3 separate regions of the Mus musculus genome follow, and regions 1 and 2 are each linked to region 3. Evidence: chromatin contacts called from public HiChIP or PLAC-seq data. All regions are on one chromosome and are shown on one strand. Each heading gives the region's core, a stretch centred on a gene start, on an enhancer-like site or on the middle of the called end of the contact. The rest is flanking DNA. Distances are from core to core; before and after follow the strand shown. Region 1 overlaps Lrrc28 (leucine rich repeat containing 28). Region 2 has its middle 18 kb from the start of Gm34079. Region 3 overlaps Mef2a (myocyte enhancer factor 2A).

Region 1 (2,700 bases), core at 139-2,638, 320 kb before region 3:
GCAAGCCAGCCTGAGTCCACCCCTCAGGCTCTGTCAATCAGTCCGTGGTCTGTTTTCTAGCTCAGGAGTTTAGACTTTCCCAGGTAATGACAACTGAGAGCACACGCAGTGTGTGTCCTGCCTAAGCTTTGTCGTGTTTTAAGAGCTGACTCTTGTTTCCATTGAGTTTCCGGTTTTGAGCTTTCTCCTTCATTGTTGCAGCTTTAGTTTGCCCTCCGCACTTATCCCATGGTTAGTGTTCATTCCTTTTCCTCCATTGTCTCGTGATGGGAGCTTCGGGAGCACGTCTGGAGCTTTCCTAGTGAGAGCTGCCAAGCTCTAGCCACCCTCTGCCATGCCCCTGTTACCCTCCTGTCACTCTGGGCATTTTGTCTGGATTGTTTTCATTTGCTCAAAAATATTTTCTAATTTTCTTTCCAATTTCTTTTACTTGTTGGTTATTTAGAAATATGTTGCTTAATTCTCAAGTATTTGGGGGATTTCCCAGATTTCTTTCTACTTTAATGCCCATTTGGTCAGAGTCCCTCCTCTGTATGATTTCAGTCCTGTTAAATATGAGACATACTTAATGGTGTAGTGCCTTGTTAGCCCTGGATAGTGCATCATGTGCTCAAACAGAGTGTGTTTTCTGGTGTGGTTGCTAGGGTGTCAAAAGAGCAGTTTGCTTGATGGCAAAGCTTGAGTCGACTGTATCCCTGCCATTCTCATGAGCTGTGGCTCTGTGGGTTGGTGACAGTGGTGTGTCACATGCTCCCTTGTCATCGTTGAAATGATACTTTTTCTTCTCACTTGTGACGTTTTTGTCCCTTCATTTTGAGTTTTCATTATGTATCTGTATACTTGTAATTATTGTTTGATTTCTCCTGAATTAATGATCATTTAACGATTATGAAATATTCCTCTATCTCTTAAAGGAACTCATATCCTATAATAGATAGATAATTAGAAAATTAACCTCATTTCTCTGTGGTTGTTGTTTGCTACTGTGCTTTTTCCTCCTTTGACTTAAAGCATAGCTGTGCCTTCGAATCTAAAGTGTGCTTCTTATAGATATCGTGTCTTTTTTATTTTTAAATTTCAAAGCAAAAAGCCATATAAAAGAGTATAAAACTTTGGAGAGATATCCAAAGGGGGATGGGCAGGAGCTACGTGACTATGCGAAGAGAAGCTTTTATAGAGAAGTCAGTACCGGGAGGGGTCGCAGCAGCTTATGGACACAGCACAGAACACAGCACGGGCCGAGCAGGCAGATTGAGATTCAAAGGACAGACGGCTGTGCACAGCCCACTGACCGCTGCCCACTTGCCATGACGTAAAAGCACACCACACTATACTATAGGCAATTCTACACGAGCAGGGTTGGGGGTGCGGGGGTGGCCTTCTACACTACTGTAAGGGCTAGGGCAGAGGAAGTTCTATTCACAAGGAGGAACTAGGGGGGCTTTAACCGGTCTCTGGCCATAAGGGGCGGCCTGGGGCCCTGGGCAGTGGCCTTCTGAGAAGAAATGGCACCTGGTAAGGTGGAGGCCAAGGGCTTGACAACAGGGTCCCAGTGGAAAAGCCCCATCAAAGTGGCTGAGACTTTATGGCCACTTGGTCCCTTTTTCTAGCTACTGGACTAGACCCAGGGTCTAAGAATGACCTTGCTGGGTCTCCCTTCCTGCTAGGACCAATGACCCTTCCACCAAGGGCACCTCTGGAGTACCCAGCACTCACAGAGGCCCCTCTTTCCTCTCTGGTCTTAAACTTGTTTAGAAGCCTTTTTGTTGGACTGAAATGCCCTCTTAAATCCAAGCTGCCCAGGCTGAACGGATGGAGGGGTCTGGCCTGGTATTTGTCGATGGCTAGAATTTGAGAGGCAGTCTAACATCCTTATACATTTGATTGGCTTTTTTAATTTCCTTTTTCATTTTTTTGTTTTTCAAAACAGAGTTTCTCTGTATAGCGTTGGCTGTCCTAGAATTTGCTCTGTAGACCAGGCTAGCCTCAAACTCAGAGGTCTACCTTCCTCTCCCTCCAAAGTACTGAGATTAAAGGCAAATGCCACTACACCTGGCTCAGTTTACACTTAGTACAGTTATTTATATAGTTGTATTTACATCCGTCATTTCGCCATTTATAGTCCATGTAACTCATAAATATTCTTGTTCCTTTGTTGTTGTTGTTTTAGCTTAATTTTTTAGTTTGTGATGGAGCAGGGGAGAGACAGACAGATAGAGACAGACAGCAGTCTTGAGTGTGTGCGTGGTGTGCTTGTGGAGTGAGCTGAGAGTGGACTCACGCTACTAGGCTTGCTCAGCCAGTGCTAATACCCCTAAGGCCTCTCTCCAGCCCTCACCTTAAGTATTTTTAGTGCAAAACTTCAGTTTTGTTGGCTTTTAGGCTTTATGATTTTAGGTGTCTTGCTGCCGTGAACATGAGAAGTCTGTTTCTAACAGTGTTGTACAGGATGTGAATATAGGTGTTTCTTTGTGTTTATAGTCTTTATTGAGCTTTTTGGATCTTTAGATTAAAATTTAGCCACTATTTTCAGTTGTTTCTACCCTCTTTTCCTGATTTTCTTCTTATTGGGATATCAAGTAATTTTGCAATTGCTTTCTGTCCTACAGGTGTCTGTAGTTCTGTTGATTTGTGTCTTTCTGTTGCCTTCTGGTCCTGCCATTAGTGTTTTCAAGCCTTCTGTGGAGCAGTTGTGCCTTT
Region 2 (2,700 bases), core at 45-2,544, 260 kb before region 3:
TCATGTGGTGGTCTTCACTAGAGCCTTTTTGAGAACATGCCGTCCAGTACCTCAGCTTCAAATGGCCACTGTAGCTGACAAGACAATGCTCACTCCCAAGCTTTGACTGTGAGGCTGCTTGCTTTCCGAACCTGCTGCTCCTTCCTAGCAAGATTGTCTGATGCTATTTGTACTTATACAAAAATTCTCCACCCAATGATATCCTGGCTCCTCTGAAACACACACACACACACACACACACACACACCCCAAATGCAGCTGAAGTCTGGGAAGAAGTCACACTCAGACCAGCAACGAAAAGGAAACTTAAAACCACCTAGGACTCACCACTCTGTACAACACTATAAGAACAAAACAAAACAAAACAAAACAAAACAAAACAAAACAAAACAAAACAAAAAGTCTTTCCTAAAGGTTTGTACTCAGGTGAACGCCTGGATATCTGCACTCGGAGGTAGAGATGAAGATTCTGATCCATGTTCATTATCCAGAGTTGAGGACTCTAATACATGTTCATTATCAGGAGTTGAAGCCAGACTCAGCTACATGTTCATTTAAAGATTCCTCCCTGCTCTGCTTAGGGAAAAAAAAATTGAGGGCATAAATAATGAATGAATGAATAACTAGCTGTCATGCTGATGTCGAGTCTAAGAAGCAAGCCACTGTACTCTCAGACTCAGGGAGCCTGCTCTCTAGCTGTTCTGGCCTATATAGAGGTTTAAGAATATCCAGACATGTATCTGTTACATGAAATAATCACCTTGGTCCTAAAAATACTCTCTTGCTACTAATTCAATTAAAAAAATGCAGTGGGAACGCTTAATGAAGCTTTCTAGGTGGTTAAAACTCTGCTGCCAGAAAAAAATCCTATTCTTAGAACCTCACAGTCAAATGGCAGGAAACAGAAGGTACACCCTCGGCAGAGAAGTGCCAGCTCTCGAGCACATCTTGTGAGACCTCACTGAGCAGAGCTGAGGCAGGGCAGCTGCACAGGGCTTTCGTGTATAGTGTTGTGCCCCTCGGGGAGAGGGCAATTGATGAGAGGCCAGATGCCCTTGGGACACTCAGGACTAGTTGAAACCATCCTACCCCACCTTGCTTTGATGATGCTGATGGATAAGATAAGTTTTCATTTTTCAGCACCTGGTGTTAACAAGGCAGACTTTACAGCATCAAAACAACAAAGGAAAAAAACCAAAACAACGTTTACAGATTGGCAGTGTATCAGGGAGCAGAGAGCAGCAAGGGAAGTGGGGAGATCTTACAACAGACACCAGCAGTGTGAAAAGATGACTTGCCTCAAAGCCAAGGGGAGACAGAGCGTGCCTTGGTGGGCTTTGTGGAGAGACCCACGGATGGGGCCAGGCTGGTGGGGGGAGTCGATGGAACAGAGCCCCTAGGAGGTGTCACCAAAACCAGCCCCCACCCACTCCTTTCTAGGGTCTCAGCCTCTTCTTCCTGCCGGGCACAAGTGTGAGGCAGGGCACACCTTGGAAGGCCAGTCTGTAATAATGAAGTCCCAATGCTAGAAGGAAGCCAATGCTTCCATGGCTTGAGCCAGCAAGCTGAGCTGTGTACACCGGAATGCCATCCCTCCTTAGCAGTCCTGAGAGAGTGTTGTGGGAACAGATACTTGCACCCACATTAGACAAAGAACATGGAGGAGTTGAAGCTAAAATTTCACAGCCTGATTGCAAGAGATTCAAGGTTAAATTTTACTCATTTACTCTGGGACTGGAGTGGGCTGTACTGAACTGGGGCCCATCCCCAAGGGAAAAACAGACTGACTGTAACAAAAACGGACCACGTGAATACAAGTTCCCAAGAAGGAGGAGGTGAGGGAGGCAGATGTGGCCAGAGAGTCTGAAGGATGCAAAGCCGTCAGACAGGAAACGGCCAGGGAGGAATGCTCCAGACAGAACTGTGTGGTGGGCAGCTCTGAGGTAAGCAGATGCTGGGTGTGTCCTGGGACTGAGGGAAGACAAGTATGACCAGACATGGTAAGAAATGGACCAAGTCTGGGCTAGAGAGATGGTTCAGCCGTTAAGGGCACCGATTGCTCTGGCAAAGGACCGAGGTTTGAGTCCCAGCACCCACATAGCAACTCTCAACTCTCAACCCCCGTTCACAGAATCCGACCCCCTCTTCTGGTTTCTATGGACAGGTCATGTGAGTGAGTCACATATACACACAGAGGTAAAACACCCATACACATTAAAGAAAATGATTTTTTAAAAGTTAGAGAAATCTGCAGAGTCAGGGGCAGTGAGGATATCCAACCACAGGCTAGACCTGCCAACACTGTGTGCCAAATATAGTAGAGGCTTGTGGGAATTCAAGAGATTACCCAAGATACAGGACCTTGGGGACAGGGCTACCCACAAGAAAACCTCACTTTTGGATAGCTCAAAAAGATCAGACATGTATGGATGAGCGAGGAAACGAGAAAGAAAGTCAAAGTAGAGACCTTGGCATCTAGCCCCTACACTCTCATGACTCCACAGTATGGTAGTAAGCTCTCTGGTACTATAACAAAACACCTTGAATAACCTACTTATGAAGGGGGGAAAGGGTTGTTTTTGTTCACAGTGTTGATGGTTGCAGCCTGATTGGCTGTCTCTGTTGCTTTGGCCATGTGGTGAGGCAGCGCACTATGGTGGGAACATATGATGGAACGAAGCTTCCCACCTCATGGACAGG
Region 3 (2,812 bases), core at 265-2,764:
GGACTTTGAAAACTGCTTAATAAAATCATATCTAGTCACAGAAAAAAAAGACAAAACCATGAACCCCATGGAAAATTAAAACTGTCATATAAGCTATTTATACCCTTATCTCTGTAAAGTTACACTGTATTTTACATACAGCAAGAGTTTGATATTATTTTGACATCTGTCTTGTAAATTGGAGATAACAAAATGATATGTTTAAGTGAGCAGCTGAACTATATTTGCCTACTTGTACGCTGAGTGCTTGTTTTGTTGAGTAAATGATCAGTTTATTCATTTGCAGAGAAACCAGTGAGGCTTAGGACACTTCACAAATTGGAAGAAACTTGACTTACTCAAGTGAAATAGGAAATATCAATGAGCAGACTGTTTCTAGCATAGAAGTATTTCATAACCACTTAAAAGGAGAAAACCTGTCTTATTCATTTTTACTGTTTTTAAAGTTTAACAGTTCCCTTCCAGTCTCTTCTTTGTCATATGCAAGGCTTTACCCCACTAAGATAGTTTTATTCATGGGAACACTGTTATTTGCAAATGGTAAACATATATTATTACTCAAAACTATAGCATTTATTAGTAAACACTTACTGTGTCTTATAATGTGTTGGCCACTGGGAAAATAAAACACACAGCAGTTTTCTAACAATAGAGTCTGGTAGTAGACAGGCATGTATACAAACTGTCTGGCCAGATGGGGTAGCTATGCAGGGATTAAATGTATATGTGCACAGTGTTAAACTTGGAAGTGTCTCAGAAGCAATGCTGTGTGTAGGAGAGACCCATGTAAGAGGAGGTGGGATTAAGGGACAGGATGGGGCTTTAAATCATTGGCTAGAGAATTTAAAAGAATTTTCCTTTATTTTGAAAAAGCAACTATAATGTAGAGGCAAGTACTATATGCATCGTTTGATATGTATAGAACCTCTGTAAAGTTGCAAACAGCTACTAGAATCCAAATGCCATGTTTTTCTAAAGAAAGATCTTGTTGCAAGTTCCAACAGTCTTAGTTAACTCTCTTATCCCTCTTATGTGCTGAGTACAGTCGGAGGAAGAGGAATTGGAGTTGGTGAGTGTGGTTTCCTGCTTGAACAGAGTTGAAAAATATATAAATAGTACTAATTATTTTAAATGTTCTTATTTAACCTTTGTTCCTTTGTTACAAAGATATTTTTCTATTTGTTTTCCACTATCCAAACATTTTTTAATCAAGAAATCCACCTACTGGCACTACTGATCCTAGTTATGTTTATGTTTATTGCTGTATATATTGGTCCCTTTTATTTGATGGGTAAAGGAGAAGACATATTGAAGTAACTTGTAAAAACAATAGCTATCCATGAACACAAGATACTTAAGCTTTTTTTGCTAAGGAAGTACACAAAATACCTTATGTGGCTTTCGAAATTATTAAAGTGTTTTTAGAAAATGACTTCACCCTCAGAGTCCCTGAGATCGTAACACAGAATCTTGTGTTATGTTTCTTTCTTTCAAAAAGATTACATCATTTTTGGTGAGGTCACCTTTTTCAGAGTTGATTATCTCATCCTGCATGAGGCAGTCGGAACCACAAGGGGGTTCCCTGTTTACAAAAAGAAGTGGCTGTGATTGAACACACACACATTTGCTTCTTACGAGGAATGTTTGAGTCTTTAAAAGCAGCTCTTACCTGTTTATCCAAAACATATTTTATGTTGTTTTTTTCCTGTGGAAAAAAAACTTGACTAAAAATAACTTACCTCTATGTTGGGAACTAAAACCCAAACTCAACAGATGTCATCATATGCATTCCAAGTCTAATTAGATGACTCCGATTTAAAGGGAATAAAAACTTGTGAGTGTTCCAGTGTTAGCATGGGCAGGGGTTAGGAGTGCATGTGAGCATGGGGTGTAAAGGCACCCACTATTTTCATTTCCTTATGATGACATGTTTATGCATGCTGGTGTGTTTTTAACAGTTTCTTTTCAAATAAGTTTCTTTGTTCTTTATCCTTAAAATAAGAGATGATCTTTTATTTGTTCTGTGCTTGCTCATTTTTGGATTGGTATATGAAATATACTCACTGATTAGCTATAAATGTGATGCTAGATTATACAATGAATATCTTTGGGGGGAAATTCTTGAGTTAAGGATGCCACTAATGGTTGCATTATGGTTCAAACTGAAATAATTCATCTTTTACTAGACCCTGCTCTTTACCCTTAAATTATTGTCCTAAATGCTTTAATTATCTATCACTGTGTTGCCCTCTAGTGGTTCTGAAAGTCACTTACTCACGGAACACACTGCTTGCAGGGATCTAGCTGGTGGGCAGACCAAGTATGGAGGGTCATTATTTCTACAGTCTTTGAAGTCATACCAAGAAGTTGCCATGAAGATGCAACTCTAAAAAGCCCAGAGTAGGGATAGCCTACACAGAACCATCTGAACACTATTTTTACCTAGTTTTATTTGAGACCAGATTAAGTCTCTCCCTCAAAAACTCATTGAAATTGTTGACTCAGTGCTGAGCCTGAACTGTTTCTCCACCTGTCATACCAATGTGTGACACTGTGTGACTTTGCCTTCCTTAAAATGACACTTAACTGCAGAATCTCAGAGATAGTTTCTGAGTGTGTTGAAATGTAGAAATCATGAAGATAAGAAAGATCGCTAAAAAGTGTAGTCAATCACACTCTTTACAACTTCATAAACACCCATGGAAGGAGTTACAGAGACAAAGTTTGGAGCTGAGACGGAAGGAAGGAAGGAGCATCCAGAGACTGCGACTGCCCCACCCGGGGCATCCATACCATAATCAGCCACCAAATG

Evidence for each region. HiChIP or PLAC-seq counts read pairs in DNA pulled down with a chosen protein or histone mark.
Region 1: an H3K27ac HiChIP or PLAC-seq map of microglia shows a contact between it and region 3, with 6 times the contacts expected there. The contact joins two enhancer-like sites. A contact is called at or near these places in 17 of 39 promoter capture datasets (the 3T3-L1 cell line, 3T3-L1-derived adipocytes, the C10 cell line and 11 more), 2 of 15 datasets of contacts at CTCF or cohesin (both in the NIH/3T3 cell line), 51 of 484 Hi-C or Micro-C datasets (3T3-L1-derived adipocytes, the AML12 cell line, B cells and 33 more), 11 of 115 datasets of contacts at active chromatin or transcription factors (VIP interneurons, bone marrow-derived dendritic cells, embryonic stem cells and 7 more) and 1 of 9 other capture datasets (embryonic stem cells).
Region 2: a CTCF HiChIP or PLAC-seq map of pro-B cells shows a contact between it and region 3, with 16 times the contacts expected there. The contact joins two enhancer-like sites. A contact is called at or near these places in 4 of 15 datasets of contacts at CTCF or cohesin (the NIH/3T3 cell line, large pre-B cells and pro-B cells), 8 of 484 Hi-C or Micro-C datasets (CD4 T cells, CD8 T cells, bone marrow-derived DN2 thymocytes and 4 more) and 11 of 115 datasets of contacts at active chromatin or transcription factors (the 230-238 cell line, bone marrow-derived dendritic cells, cardiomyocytes and 8 more).

What each region holds. Positions count from the first base shown.
Region 1 is chr7:67,563,184-67,565,883 of GRCm38.p6, reverse strand. All of the region lies in intron 5 of Lrrc28 (leucine rich repeat containing 28), which reads left to right. Among named protein-coding and RNA genes, the nearest start is that of Gm23233, 6.2 kb to the left of the region's middle. Within about 2 kb of position 1,388, at least 19 of the 459 cell types and tissues checked have an H3K27ac peak or open chromatin away from gene starts, as enhancers often do. A contact at or near this core is called in microglia, where this site is marked.
Region 2 is chr7:67,501,760-67,504,459 of GRCm38.p6, reverse strand. No RefSeq gene overlaps it. Among named protein-coding and RNA genes, the nearest start is that of Gm34079, 18 kb to the left of the region's middle. Within about 2 kb of position 1,294, at least 44 of the 459 cell types and tissues checked have an H3K27ac peak or open chromatin away from gene starts, as enhancers often do. A contact at or near this core is called in pro-B cells, where this site is marked.
Region 3 is chr7:67,242,778-67,245,589 of GRCm38.p6, reverse strand. The region is part of intron 8 of Mef2a (myocyte enhancer factor 2A); the gene reads left to right. Among named protein-coding and RNA genes, the nearest start is that of Lysmd4, 22 kb to the right of the region's middle. Within about 2 kb of position 1,514, at least 83 of the 459 cell types and tissues checked have an H3K27ac peak or open chromatin away from gene starts, as enhancers often do. A contact at or near this core is called in microglia and pro-B cells, where this site is marked.